2 separate regions of the Mus musculus genome follow, and region 1 is linked to region 2. Evidence: chromatin contacts called from public promoter capture Hi-C data. All regions are on one chromosome and are shown on one strand. Each heading gives the region's core, a stretch centred on a gene start, on an enhancer-like site or on the middle of the called end of the contact. The rest is flanking DNA. Distances are from core to core; before and after follow the strand shown.

What was found. Capture Hi-C pulls out chosen DNA fragments and counts their contacts.
Region 1: a contact with region 2 is called in a promoter capture Hi-C map of adipose tissue. The contact joins two enhancer-like sites. A contact is called at or near these places in 1 of 15 datasets of contacts at CTCF or cohesin (the G1E-ER4 cell line), 4 of 484 Hi-C or Micro-C datasets (the G1E-ER4 cell line, adipose-derived mesenchymal stem cells, brown adipocytes and 1 more) and 3 of 9 other capture datasets (adipose tissue, liver and pancreatic islet).

What each region holds. Positions count from the first base shown.
Region 1 is chr3:144,696,206-144,703,287 of GRCm38.p6, reverse strand. Sh3glb1 (SH3-domain GRB2-like B1 (endophilin)) reads left to right here. Exons shown (of 9, transcript NM_019464.3): 6 at 5,821-5,910; 7 at 6,334-6,434. Among named protein-coding and RNA genes, the nearest start is that of Sh3glb1, 21 kb to the left of the region's middle. Within about 2 kb of position 5,122, at least 60 of the 459 cell types and tissues checked have an H3K27ac peak or open chromatin away from gene starts, as enhancers often do. A contact at or near this core is called in adipose tissue, where this site is marked.
Region 2 is chr3:144,538,177-144,545,049 of GRCm38.p6, reverse strand. The region is part of intron 1 of Hs2st1 (heparan sulfate 2-O-sulfotransferase 1); the gene reads left to right. Gm46829 (a long non-coding RNA gene) reads left to right here. Exons shown (of 2, transcript XR_001784021.2): 2 at 1-4,284. Among named protein-coding and RNA genes, the nearest start is that of Gm43560, 6.7 kb to the right of the region's middle. Within about 2 kb of position 4,084, at least 12 of the 459 cell types and tissues checked have an H3K27ac peak or open chromatin away from gene starts, as enhancers often do. A contact at or near this core is called in adipose tissue, where this site is marked.

The sequences.
Region 1 (7,082 bases), core at 3,873-6,372, 160 kb before region 2:
TTTCTGCTATAGTTGTTGATTTTTAGCTGGCAAGTAAAGAGGGTACTTGTTAGCCTAGATATTGTTTAGTTTCACTGCTTTCTTAAAACATGAGTTATTTTGTGACTCCCACTGCTGGACTAGGGAGGTTCATCACCACTTTCTAAAATATTTTAGTTACTGTTTTCCTGGTTTTGCTTTTTAAATTCTGTTTGTATTGAATGCTAATTTTGTTAAATGTTCCTACTTTAATTAATACTACAAAATTTCTGCTACCCTCAATTCACAAATTAGTAGATTAGCCTTAGCTATATTATTAAAAAACAAAAACAAAAACAAAAAAGCCAGATGTAATCTACCTGTCTCCAGCATTGAGTAACTTCTGTTTAGGTTTGTGTACTGAAAAATGATAAAACGATACCAGAAGCATTTCTCAAAAATGTCCCAGCATAGTGAGACTAAAAAAGTCTCACAGTGAATATGAAAAAAACTATTGATACAGTAAGACTCTACTGAGAGCGTGCGTGGTCAGCCATAGAATACTTGCCCTGATTATGTTCCCAGCACCACTAAATAAATAAATAATAATGAAATAAAGAAAAGCAGACATAGGTAGGCCTGTGATCCTAGCACTTGAGAGAGTACCCCAGCTGCCTTCTGAACTTGAGGCCAGTGTGGGGTGAGTGAGAACTGCTTAAAAACAAAACAAAAATGCCAATAAACAATCATGTCAGAGAAGTGCGGAGAAAAGTGAATTAGTGTGTTTAAATCATGAGGCACCTATATTTGGTAACTTAATAATAATATTATGTTTTAAAAACACTTGTTTAATGAGGAGAAAGAATTGGTTTTAGTGTTTTTTAGCATTTAAAGGAATCTATGAGAAAGTACCCCTTCAGGTAATTTCCATAGCATAAATTCTTTTTGTGACTTAAGTATATCCGCAGCAATCTAAATCTTTAGCCCATAACTCAGTAGGTTAGCGCACTGTCATTAACCTCAACTTTACCTATACACATTTGCATTTAAAGCTCATTAGAAACACAGGCACTGCTTATCTTCCATGTGTATAAGCTAGATCCACATGGCTGAGAAAATGGTCACAAACGCCAAAAGTTCACAGAACAGAAATGAGCATTAAACAGGAAATGTGTTGGTATGAAGTAGGCTTTCATAGATGAAAATTTAATAGTGTTAATTTGTAATTTTTAAAGCGTATGTTTCCCATAAATGAGTCTGATTAGAAATTAAGTATCAACTGGTTTTTGTTTTGAAAGTTCTGTATCTCTGGGTAGGCACTATTGCATGAACTCTTTAGAAAAGCAGATGTGGTTTGTTTCTTTGTAAATAAAGAGCATGAGCGTGCAATGGCTGCCGAGTGTGTGCTTTCTTGTGCAGCAGTGACCCTTGCAGTGTGTTCATGGCTATAACGTGTTCTTTGTCTCTCACCTATGCACTTAAGCAACTAAACTCCGCCCGCCCTGAAGGAGATAACATTATGGTAAATTTCTCTTACATGCTCAACTTCCTGCATGTAAAATGGCTGAAGGTTTGTTGGCCTACTGTGTTTTCTACATCTTACATAAAATGCCTTCTCTTGCTACTAGCTGCATGTCTAAATAGCTGAAGTCAAGCATTGCTTGTGTCTAGGCATTGAAAATGCCAGTCGGAAGGACAGCTAGCACATTATAACAGCCAAATGTATTGCCAAACACAGATTGCAAAACCATGCGTCTATAATGCACTTTTTCATCTAGTCTTAGATGTTCATGTAGTGTTAATTTAGGCTGAAATTTCACAATTACTTTTAGCGATGAAAATTAACACAATTTACATTACTTAAAAAACATGAAAGTATACAAAGTGACTTTGGGGTTTTTTGTCTTTTGGTTTTTGGTTTTGTTTAGTAACTTCATTCTTTACTGTATTACTATTGAAATTCAACATAGAATTATTGTTTCTGCCATTCCTGGATGACACAAATTCCAGTGGCCAGGCCTATTCCATATCCAGTGCTAATAACTCACTTAAAGTTTCAGGATGGCGATAGCCTGGAATACGATAATGAAAATTGTTTATAATAGTTAACATTCAGACAAATTGAGCTCAAATTGAAAACATTTTTGAGATACTGAGTTTTGTTTACTGTAATGAAGTAAAATTGTGTGAATATAGACACAGTTGGTTCATGTTGGTTTATAGCAATTGGTAGTCCTTGCGGCTGGATACATGTCTCAACCAGAACAGTGCTCAGAACAGGAACTGGGCTTGGACGCCCCAGCACCTACATAAGAGCCAGGCATTGCAGTACCTATCAGTAACCTCCGCCCTGGAGGCAGAGGTAGGAGCCGAGGCTCCCCGGAGCAGGGGGCTAAGCGCCAGCTTCAGTGACAGACCTAACCCAAGAATAAGGCGAAGAGCATCAAGGAAGTCACTCTCCGTAGTCAATCTCTGCCCTCTACATCTCTGCACCAACACACATATACACATACGCACACATACACGCCTGCACGCACAAATGAGTACATATACTGACACACAAAAATTTTTTTTGAAATTATATTCTAAATAAATTATTCCCACTAAAAGTGGCAAGAAATAATAGTCTACTTACTTAATAATTAATGGATCCTTGATTGATTACTTTTAGTCTTTTAGCACTGAGCTAAAAGCAGGAAAAAAAAAACCTGATGTTTTGGTACTAACTGTTGCTTCTACCTATTAGTTTTTGAAGCCCTGGCAAAATTATAGTTTTCTTTAGATAGCAAGAGAATGCATTTATTTATTTCCATTGTCTTATCTGTAGGTAACAGAGAAGGGTGAGACTATTCCAGTCATTTTTTAATTTTATGTAAATCATAGGTTTCCTTTTGTCCGTGGTAAAAATACCTAAACAATTAGCAAGACTTTGTTCAATTTATTAAAAACATTTGTATTACAGCTGTTTCTGGTCTATTTACAATAAGATATTTAACTGTCAATCTTAAATGTATTATATTTCAAAGTGCTTGTTTCTCCCAAAATATCATTGTATCAGTATTCAGTGTCCATATATCCTTGATTTATTTTTTACTTCCTAAAATTTTAGAATTTATTCCTCAAAGAGAAGTTAGAAATCATATAGTTCCGACTTTTCATTTTGCACGAGACTGTAGGTTCTCTATGATAGGTCAGATTTCTCCATTTGAGGAAGCTGCTTTTCTTATTTGTAGAGTTATATGATTGTTAAGTTGGTAGTGTTGATACATATAGAAGGCAGACTTCATGATATACTCAGCTATACTGATTTAGATTACTACTGTGTTAGTTTGTAAGGGAGAGAATATGCCATTTAAATTAAAGCACATTTTTCTGTACTAAGTTGTAGGAAATGTTCAATTCCAACTTTATTTCATGCTGTATATTTCTCTCTAATTTTTAATGCTGGCTAGATTTGGGCAGAGGAAGTGACAAAAGTAAGTAAACCTTAAACGCCTGGATCAGGAACCAAATGTCATTGTCATTGAGTTAATAGACACTAGATGAGCAGATGAGCACCGGCCTGGAGCCACTCATCACTGTGACCTGTGTTACAAACGTGGGAATTACGGAATTATCGAGTGTGCTACTAACAGCAGTTCCGTACAGCACTAGAATTAGGCCAACATGAGGAGTCCTAGACAAGAGCTAAGCAAGTGCTATTCATACAGTGCCTTCCTAGAAGACAGGTGAAGTACTTGAGTTATTTATTGATAGTTATTTTTCAATGATATCTTAAATGTAAAGATAATAAATATTGTGGCCCCTTGTCTTCAGAGACCTGGGTTCGAGGAAACTAATGGTGGTCTCTTGAGCACCAAACTGACTTTTTCTGTCACTTTTGTAGGAATAGCCATAAAATGTGTAGTTTAAGGCTGTATATATACAGCATAGCAAATATTTTATTTATAGTTAACTTCATAACTACAGATATCCATCATTATACTATGTGACAATTGGGTCTTTTAATTTTCGTCCTTCCCTTTAGTGTAATACTGTTGCTTGTAAAAGTGTCTCTCTGCCTGTGGTCAGCTGTCCTTCTGCCTGTGGTCAGCTGTCCCTCTGCCTGTGGTCAGCTGTCCTTCTGCCTCTGTTACTGTCTTTTACTTTCTCTTGGCTGGGAAATCAAGTTATAACTCAATAATTTAAAGAAGAAAATGATAGTAGTGTAGATTGACTTGGAATGTTATTGGGGTCTTCAGACATTTGTCATGGGCTCCCCCCATTTACTTGCAGGCCTACCAAAGTCTGCATTCCAAACGAGGGTGTTAGCAAAGAGGACACGTGGGAACTGTGGCCTCAGACACTTAGATAGCTTGATAAGCCTTACTGGTATCACGTATAAAACTACAGACTCTACAGTGTGTTCCAGGCATCGTTTCTAGAACTATTGGCTGTGTGGTTTGTCAGTACAATAACTGTGGTCCACCCTGGCTCCTCATTGTTTTTGAACCTCTGACATGAAAAGAAGGCAAAACAATGTGTGAGAGAATATAAGCTGAACCATAAAAGCAAGATAAAAATACCATGGCCAAAAGCAACGTGAAGTAGAAAGTTAACATTGGCTTGGGGTTCTAGAGGGAGAGTCTGTCATAGCAGGGAAGACATGACATGGCAACAGGAGCAGGAAGCCAGCTGGTCACATTTCCATCTGTCATAGGAAGCAGAGAGAGAGAGCAGAAGGGTTAAGGTTAGGGTTAGGGTCTTGGATAGGATCCTAGAGCAACTGATCCTGTACTCGATTGTTAACTGGTTCATGGGCCACTTCTGTTACAAGGATCACCAAGGTAAAGACGGCTATGGAAGGAGACGGTCTGACCTTGCCTTATGACATGTGGGAATGGTGTTGATTGTCTGCGTATGATTGATTATTTATGGTAGAATCTGTCACCTGCAGTCATTTCCAGTTGTGGGATTAATCTCTGAAGATTTATTTTTTTCCTCCTCACTTTACTACGAACTACTTCTAACCACTTTGGATCTGTAATGCCAGTATTTAGGATATTTAGATATTGTTGCTTTCTCTGTGAACTGTTTTGTTCCAGCACTAAACAGAAGTCAGTACTACTTCTCATTTCCAAAGTCAGCAACTTCATCTTGGGAACTGGAGAAAAGCCCCAGTGAGGGTATTTATATCACGTAGATCAGGAGGTTAGAGCACTTCCTTTTTCCTTTGAAAAGAAAAGGGTGTACTCAAGACCAACTCTAACTGGCAGAAAAACTCCAATCTTAATGATGCTAATGACTGAACCCTATTATGCATAACTTAGGGAGAAATCGTAAAAGAAAGTTAGGGTATAGGACCAAGAATCCCATGAAGGAAGCCAAGAGCCTGTCTTAGTAACAAGTGTTGAGTAACGAAACACAGAGGTGGGAAGCCTGTGGCTTTACTCTTTAACCTTCTATTTGAACTTGAAGACTACTGTTAAAGTGCCAAAGAAAAGCACACAGTAATAATTTGGAGTTTTAAACATAATACTGCTTTATACTTATAAAATGTGGTACTCTTATGATTTTGTAAAATACTCAATTCAGCAAAATACTAGAAAAGGTACAAAGATATCTTGACAGTCATAATGTGTCCAACTAATGCTTTGGCATGGGTCGAGTGCTGATAAAGGATGGGTTGTGTCAGTTGTGTTTGGTGACACAGGTAGGTCTAGAAACTCAAAAACAGTTAAGACATACACAAAAGAGTTGGTGTATCATCAGACTCTAATTTGGAGTATATTGGGAATTTCTTTCTTTTCTTTTTTTCATTTTGGTATATGTAAAGTGGACTGAGTCTTCTATTGAGAGCCTAACAGTATGTTATAATTTCAGTCTGAACAGGAATTGAGAATAACTCAAAGTGAATTTGATCGTCAGGCAGAGATTACCCGACTCCTGCTTGAGGGAATCAGCAGTACACACGTGAGTGTTACATCATTGCCCCAAAAAAAAAAAAAAAAAAAAAAAAAAAAAAAAAACGCTGAGACAACCCCAGGCAGCTAAGGAGGAGCATGTGCAGGCGAGAGCTTCCTGTGGCATTTACCTCTCAAGGAAAGCTGAAGAGAGTTTACAAGGATCTGAAGAAATGTGTTCATTTTCTCTCACATCTCACCACACATTTTACACATTGCATAAATTTTCCTGCTGGTTTCTATTGGCTAAACAAAGTTTGTCAACATATTGTTCACCAGTAATTCATCTTAGTAAGTCTGATAGGAGTACCCCAGTAATAAGCTTTACAGTAGGTTGCCACCGCTGATTCTCCCTTGTGACAGTGTTAGCCTTTGTTCCCCTTGGCTTGTAGCACTTGAACTTCTGAGAATGACCGTAACTTTTCCATTGCAGGCCCATCATCTCCGCTGTCTGAATGACTTTGTAGAAGCCCAGATGACTTACTATGCACAGTGTTACCAGTATATGCTAGACCTACAGAAGCAACTGGGAAGGTAGTGTCTCCCTTTCTATGTGAAAGTCATGATAGGGGGAATAGGCTCAGTGGGGAGCACTGGCTGGGCACACACCGCAGCATGGATCTGTTACTGCAACACCAAGCTGGGAAGCGAAGCAAGAGAGTCCACTTCCCAGGCCAGCCAGCAGGGTCAGGAGGGAGGGCAGCGGGAAGTGGACTGAATGAAGCAAGCATGACACCTGTTGTACTAAAACTCTACTCTGCTCACTAACAACAACAACAAAAGACATCATTTGTTTAAGTCCTGATGAAAGACGGTCAAATTTTTTTTATATGTGAGGGCTGGTGACATGGCTCAGTGTGTAAAGGCTCTTGCTACCAAGCCTAATGACCTGAGTTCAATTCCCAGGACCCACTTGGAAAAGGAGAGAACTCCTAAAAGGTATCCTCTGAGCTCCACATGACCTCTACATGCCCACCACATGCCCACCATGGCACATACACACATACCACAGAAAATAAATGAAATTTAATTTTAAATATTTAAGTTTTTTATGTATAATCCAACAGCAGGAATGAAATTTTCTAGAACAGTTAAAGATTCTGTTAGCTTGCATACAGTTGCCTTTTTTGTTATTATCAGACTTCTGAGGTAACATCTTTAGCATTTCTAGCACAAAATGAT
Region 2 (6,873 bases), core at 2,835-5,334:
AGATAGGTAAAGAAATACCACTTTCTTAGCTCGGGAGATATTTTTAGAAAATGAATAAAATCCCAGCTGCCTTGTTTCCTGCTAGCGGCATTTTTATATGGATTTTAAAATCTCTACCATGTTATTTGCCATACCTCTTCTCTCACATTCTCACAAACAAAAATTTGAGGTTGCATTGCATGTGTTATTAAAATAGACTCATTCTAATAATTGCTATTTAGGTGACTTCATGTTAATTTTAAATTCATTGGGCTATAGATGAAAGTCCTGTTAGATTTAACATGACACTTAATCTTCTACTCAGAATAATTGAAGCCAGATGGGGTGAATCTGATGGTTATCTTATTTGATCATATTTATATAGAGATAGGTAAAGCCCACATTCTCATATAATTTGGGAAAATAATGATTTTAGAACTCGCCGTGAAGTAGTACATCTATTTCCAAATTACCTAAATAAAGGTGTATGGCCCCGACTCCTGCGATATACTATAGACTGTAAAAAGACATCATGGACAATTTTAGAATAATCACTTTATAATTTGTGATCAAGGGAGATAGATATCCTTGGTCATTTTTGGTGTTTGCCTGATTTCTGAAATCCTGCTTCTCTCTTTCTAGTGTGGTGATATGTTCTCTATAACATTCCTTGAATAAAACTACCCAGGTCTGTCTTTTTGTGAAATATATAATATGCCCAAAGTATTTCTTCTCCTTTGACTCAATTTTTTTGTTAGTCATGGAGTTCCGTTTGGCAGGAAGTTGTTTGGGGTCAAGAGGTGGACAAGGTGACTTACACAATTTTCTTCTCAATTGTGCGGTCCCAGTAAGCCTGTGTACTGTGCCATGGCTTTATTAAAGTGTTTCTCCACATAGAAAGTGTGCCCAGATAGTCAGTATTGACCCCATTCCTTCTTCTCCTTGCGCAGGTAGCCACTGTATTTATCTTTTGGCAGACCTCCGTCCCCCTTCCCCTGCAAAAAATCAGCCTCTTTAGTAATGGGTCAAAATCAGTGAGAAGAAGTTGAGAGAAAATTTTATAATCAGAAACTTACGGCCCTATTCAGAAATTTAAACAGTTTTGCATCTGGATATTTTTTCTTCTATATTTTAATGTTGAGTACTGGTTATTTCTGGGGCCAGGAAGTGGTGGCGCACGCCTTTAATTCCAGCAGAGGCAGAGGCAGGCGGATTTCTGAGTTTGAGGCCAGCCTGGTCTACAGAGTGAGTTCCAGGACTGCCAGGGATACACAGAGAAACCCTGTCTTGGGGGGGAAAAAAAAGACGACGGCTTTTCTGTTAAAAATTGTAAATGTTTGCAATCCTAGACTAAGGGGACACAGACAATGGATTATTACGCTTTGTCACAGTCTGCTAGCGTGTGTTGTAATGTGACTGTGGCTTGTTGACAAGGGACCACTGGATGGTAGGATTTCAGTGGTGGGCAGGATTAGCACTGCCAGCCTCCCTTACCCAGCTGACTCCTTCACCTGTGATAAACATTCTGTCACTTCAAATGGCAGTCCTTTACATTTTAGCTAATGAATGGAATTTATTTAAATAGGATTATTGATTAGATTATCTTGGTTTTTTTATCCTGTTGTGTTTGGTGTAGATAAACAAGGGGCTGAGGTAATACTGAAGGATGTAAAGATGGCAGAAGCATTTTTAGAATCTTTCCATAAAAGTAATTTGAGAAATAATGAATTTTTTTGAGAGAAAAATCAACTTTGAGAGAGATTCTACTTTTCTTGAATACTATTTAACTATTTGTGGCATGGCTCAGTGGTTAAGAGCCCTGACTGCTCTTCCAGAGGCCCCGAGTTCAATTCCCAGCAACCATATGGTGACTCACAACCATCTATAATGGGATCCGATGCCCTCTTCTGGTGTGTCTGAGGACAGCTACAGGGTACTCATATAAATAAAATAAATAAATATTAAGAAAAAGAAAAAGAGGATGGATTCACGTGCTGGGTGGAGAATGAGAGGCCCCAGTGCTAAGTGAGGCACTGACTAATAACCTTTCTCCCCTCATCCCCTACGCGTAGATAAGCTCTTGTTCATAAGGTAAAGTTAGTGTTGTAGTTTATTTAAAAACAGCAAGAAGACTGTTACTTTATTCTTTCTGCTTCTAAATTAGCACCCTGTCTGAGTTCTCCTTCAATCAGGGATTTCCTAATGTTTCCATACTTTTCCTTGGGGAGTCCATACTTATGTGTGTAGCAAGCAGGGTGGGCCAGGGTTCTAGCTCCAGAATTTGCTGTGTAGACTAGGCTGTCCTCCAGTTAATTATCCTCCTGCCTGAACCTCCCAAGCTCACACACACACACACACACACACACACACACACACACACACACACAGAGAGAGAGAGAGAGAGAGAGAGAAAGAGAGAGAACAAGAGCTAACTTTTCTTCATGGCAAGAAAGATGATTGCTAGAAGGCTGAGGCTGTGGTGACCCTCCAGCAGTGTCAGCAGTTGAGGATGATCCCAGGTCCTGAGTCTGTATCCATCATAAACCATGAAGGATGATACTGTCTCTTTGAGCAGGGTGTACTGTAGCCCACGTGGGCTTGGAGCCAGATCTTTGTCCTTTTCTTCATCAACTCTGATAATCATGAAGCAATGCCTATGTTTGCTAGACATTGTTGTCTTTGCCCTTCCTTCATTTTAAGTTTAGCTTCTAGCTAAGGATTATTTCTTTGGTGTATTTCTGGTATTCAAGCTGCTGCATTCTATTTTCTCCAAAGCCAGTTCTTACTGTTTTTATAGCTCCTTAAAATGTCCTTGTGAGGCTGTGTAGTGCGCTTCCCTTTGGAGTACCGCTGGCAAGCAGCAGGAATCTCAGAAGAGCCGGTGTCTGAAGTGCTTTTGAAGGCAAATGGAATTTGAGTATGGATTTTGAGAATGGGTAGGGATTTGATAGGAGAAATTGAGGTAGAGAGAATGGCATGACAAAGGTATGAAAATGGGGTGCACAGTGTGTTCGGGGTCCAAGATGTGCTGGGATGTAGTAGGAGTGCAGACTGCTGCCGTGCTAATGTAGTGAGTGCCGTTGGAGAGAGAGAGGAAGGCAGGATTGTGAAATCTAGTCCAGGTTAGGTAGTAAGACAGCTATGCTCACTGCAGGTCCTGCCTCATTAGGCCTTTTACGGAAAAGTCTCATTTGATTTTTACAAGCAACAGTTTTGTGTGGTGGATAGTCTCAGAAGACTCGATTTGGGGACTTAAAGGAACTCATATCTCTTTAAAAGTTGGCTGTCATCCTAGCTAGCTCTGTCTAATCAGTATCGGCATCCTGACCTCGGGACTTTACAGACAAACTTTAAACAATCTTAGACTTGTCCTTGTAATAATATTGGATTGTTTTATTAGCAGAGAACATGATTATTAGTATGTCAGGTTTCAGAAGAACCTCAGCCGTAAATCCATCATTATGGTAGCATGAACCAAAAGCCTGAAAAAGAAGATTCCATTTACTCTGCTGTCTGAGGCTCTGTATATGCTGAGCAAGTGCTGTATACCCCCAGCCTGTGAAGATCTTGAAAGCAAAGTTAAGGGATGGTGGTTTTACTCAGTGGTAGGTTCATTGTAAGTAATAAACCCAGGATCAGTGTCTAGAACCAGTTTTTGTTTGTTGTTTTAAAGTCTGTGTATCAGATGTTCAGTGCTTTGTGTGGAACTACACCGTTTACACATTAGTAAGAATGTGCTTTTACAAGAGCTTTGACTGACTCTTAGTAATTGTCTAGTGAAGTCTTGTACAAATAAGCTAAGGCCAGGTGCGATCAAATGCAGCCTAGAATTGGATGAACAAGACACTAACTGCAGTTTCTCAGTTAAACTGCTAGGACCAGCCTGGAATGCTCTGTCACCAAGCTGTTAATTCCAGTGTTTTTAAAATTCATAGCACACAAGTCGCTTACTGGTTATGAAGCTGGGTTGCCTAAAGCTCTGGTCATCGTTGGCTGAGAGAGACCAAATCTCTGGGGAGTTTTCTTTTGCAGAATGCACATGCCAACCCTTCCCTGAAAACCACTTAGTCAGAGAGGCCATCAAAGCAAGAGTGTTTAGTTAGTAAGCACAGCCCTGCACTTCCAACAATGTGCAAACTGTCTCTGCACCTTAGAGACAGGTGTGTGGAGAGTGTGCTACCTGCCTGCCTGGTGATAGAGCATCAGAGGTGCTCCCCACTGCTCACTGCAGAGCTTACAGTGTGCATCCTTAAAATTGGTCACCGAAAGGTAAGCTTATGAAACCATAGCTTTGTTTAAAAAAAAGATTTTATTTATTTTATATATGTGAGTACACTGTAGCTGTCTTCAGACACACCAGAAGAGGGCATCAGACTCCATTAGAGATGGTTGTGAGCCATCATGTGGTTGCTGGGAATTGAACTCAGGCCCCCTGGAAGAGCAGCAGTAACCTCTGAGCCATCTCTCCAGCCCGAAGCCATAGGTTTTATAGTCTTGGGTTTTTTTTAGAGATAATTCCCCCTTTCACCAACTGTAGAGGGTCTGAGGTAGTTTTGTGTTAGCTTACTAGCATTTTCATGAGTTGTGGTAATGAGACACAGGGTCAACACTGTTGTGCCAGTTTCCAGCCATGAGGTGACAGCAACACTACCCCTGTAACACATGACAGTGCTGTACCCCTATAACACATTGTACCACTACAATACATATTACTCAGGAATAACTTGAGTGTGGGGAGCTTGCATTCTGGCTCTGCAGCGGCACTGTAATTTCCAGTGTTGTTGCTGTCTGACTACCTGACAAGGCAGACTTGAACACAGAGCATCAGTACCTGGCTTTCAGGGCATGGAGAAAGGTGGGACCAGTATATGTTTGTTTTCCAGGAAGCATCTTATTATGACAAATAAACCAAGTCATCTTTTTTTCCTTTTAGTCTATATGAAATAATACGAAGAAAATCTTTTTAAAAACTTTTTTAAAGGCAGGGCCTCTTTCTTCCTCAGGCTGACTTGGAACTCATTCTTTAGCTCCCGCGGGCCTCCAGCGCACATCGTCTTCCTGCCTTATCCCCACAAGTGCCATATTTTAGAAAGTTTTTAAACAAGATGTCAAGAGCTGGGCCTAGTGGAGCAGGCCAATAATCTGAGCTGGGGGGTGAGGGTGGGGGACTCGGGCAGGTGGATGGCAAGTTCCAGACCAGCCTGCACAGCCTGTATGAGACATTGCCTTACTTAAATTAGCCAGAAGAAGGCTGGGGATGCAGCTCAGGGGCAGAGCCCTTGCTCTGTGGTTCAGTCCCTAGTAACCCTTGACCCCAAGTCACTTCTGTGCTCTTTTTATTTTTATTTTTAGATTTATTTTCTGTGTATGAGTATTTTGTACCATGTGTGTGCCTGGTGCCTACAGAGAGAGGTCAAAAGAGGGCACTAGACACCCCCAGACGTAGAGTTACTGCTGGTTGTGAGCTGCCATGTGATTGCTAGGACTTGAACCAGGGTCTTTGGGGAGAGTATCCAGAGTTCTTAACCATTTACCTGTCTTTCTGGCTCCACTGGTGTACTTTTTTGTTCGTTCCAGAAATTTTCTGTTTGTACATTACACGTCCAGATAACATGGAAGTTAATTTTTTCTCTTTCCCCTGGAAATTGCTGTGTAGATTAGGCTAGTCTCAAACTTGTGGAGGTTCTCTGCCTTCATAGCATTCAAATTACAGATCTGTGCCCCATGCCTGACTAATTCGTTTAGTTTTGGTGGAGTATTCTGCTGACTGAATTTCTATCCAGGACCTGGGATTTAGCCAGAACACTTACCCTTGTGTTATTTTAATTCCAGCAAGTATCAGCTGTCAAGTTCCAGATACTATGTGCTGTCTCCATAGCTGGGTGGGAAAGGCTGCATGCTCCTGTACTCTGACTCAATACACACTAGATGTACTTTAATTTTTTTTTTTTTAGTGTTGGAAGATAATTTCATCAGCGATATAACAGGTTGGACGTCTAACATAAAATATGAGACAGAGTTGACCATGAAACTTTTTGTAGAAGTATTTTAGTTATTATAAAGCAAACAAAAAGGAAATATCAGTTAAATGAAACTGTCTATTTGCAGACCTGGGTCTGGTGAACAGTGTTATGTTAACAAAAGAATATAAACAGTTGTTACAGTGTGAACATTGTAGTGATTATGTAAGCTCACATGTTTAAATGGTGCTTATTGATACTAATGCAGTGTCAAGACACTGGAAAGTCATTTCCAGATAGTTCAAACAAAAAGAATTATGAGTGTAAGGAGAGGCACAAAAGTGGCAGAGCATTAGCAATTGGGGGCACTATTGTTCCTATTGAGACTGGATGATCCAGATGTTCTACATGAACGAGCTATTTCATTGTGCCTCTTTGCCCCTAACTTTTATTTTAGGTGTGAAAAGTTTCAAAACAAAAGTTGGAGGGGAAGAAGTAGCCTCTTGTCTTCCCAGCAGAAGTTCCTGGAGGTGCATCCCTCTATCTCTGCTGTAGGAAATGATCTGTGTAGTTTCAAAGGAGCAGGTTGTGTTGAGTTGAGCATCTGATGACGCTGTGAATTGGGTCTGCTGGGCAGTGGGAAGACAGGCATAGACTGGGAAACCTGAGTGAAGCCATCTCATTAGTCCATGTTTCCGGATTATCTGTCAGACTTCAGTAGTGGACTGCTCACACTTGTTCTTTTGTACAGACTGGAAGGCGTGTGAGGATATGTGCACACTCTCTGACAGCCCTCACCCCAGCCACAGGGCTTTCAGTGCTGCCAAAGGTTGGTCCTGCAACCTGTTAGTAAGGGATTGTTTCTGCTTTGTAACTCTCTGTGCACACCTGGATTGATTTAGAGTTCTGTTAAGGCTCTTGAGTTGGGATTTTA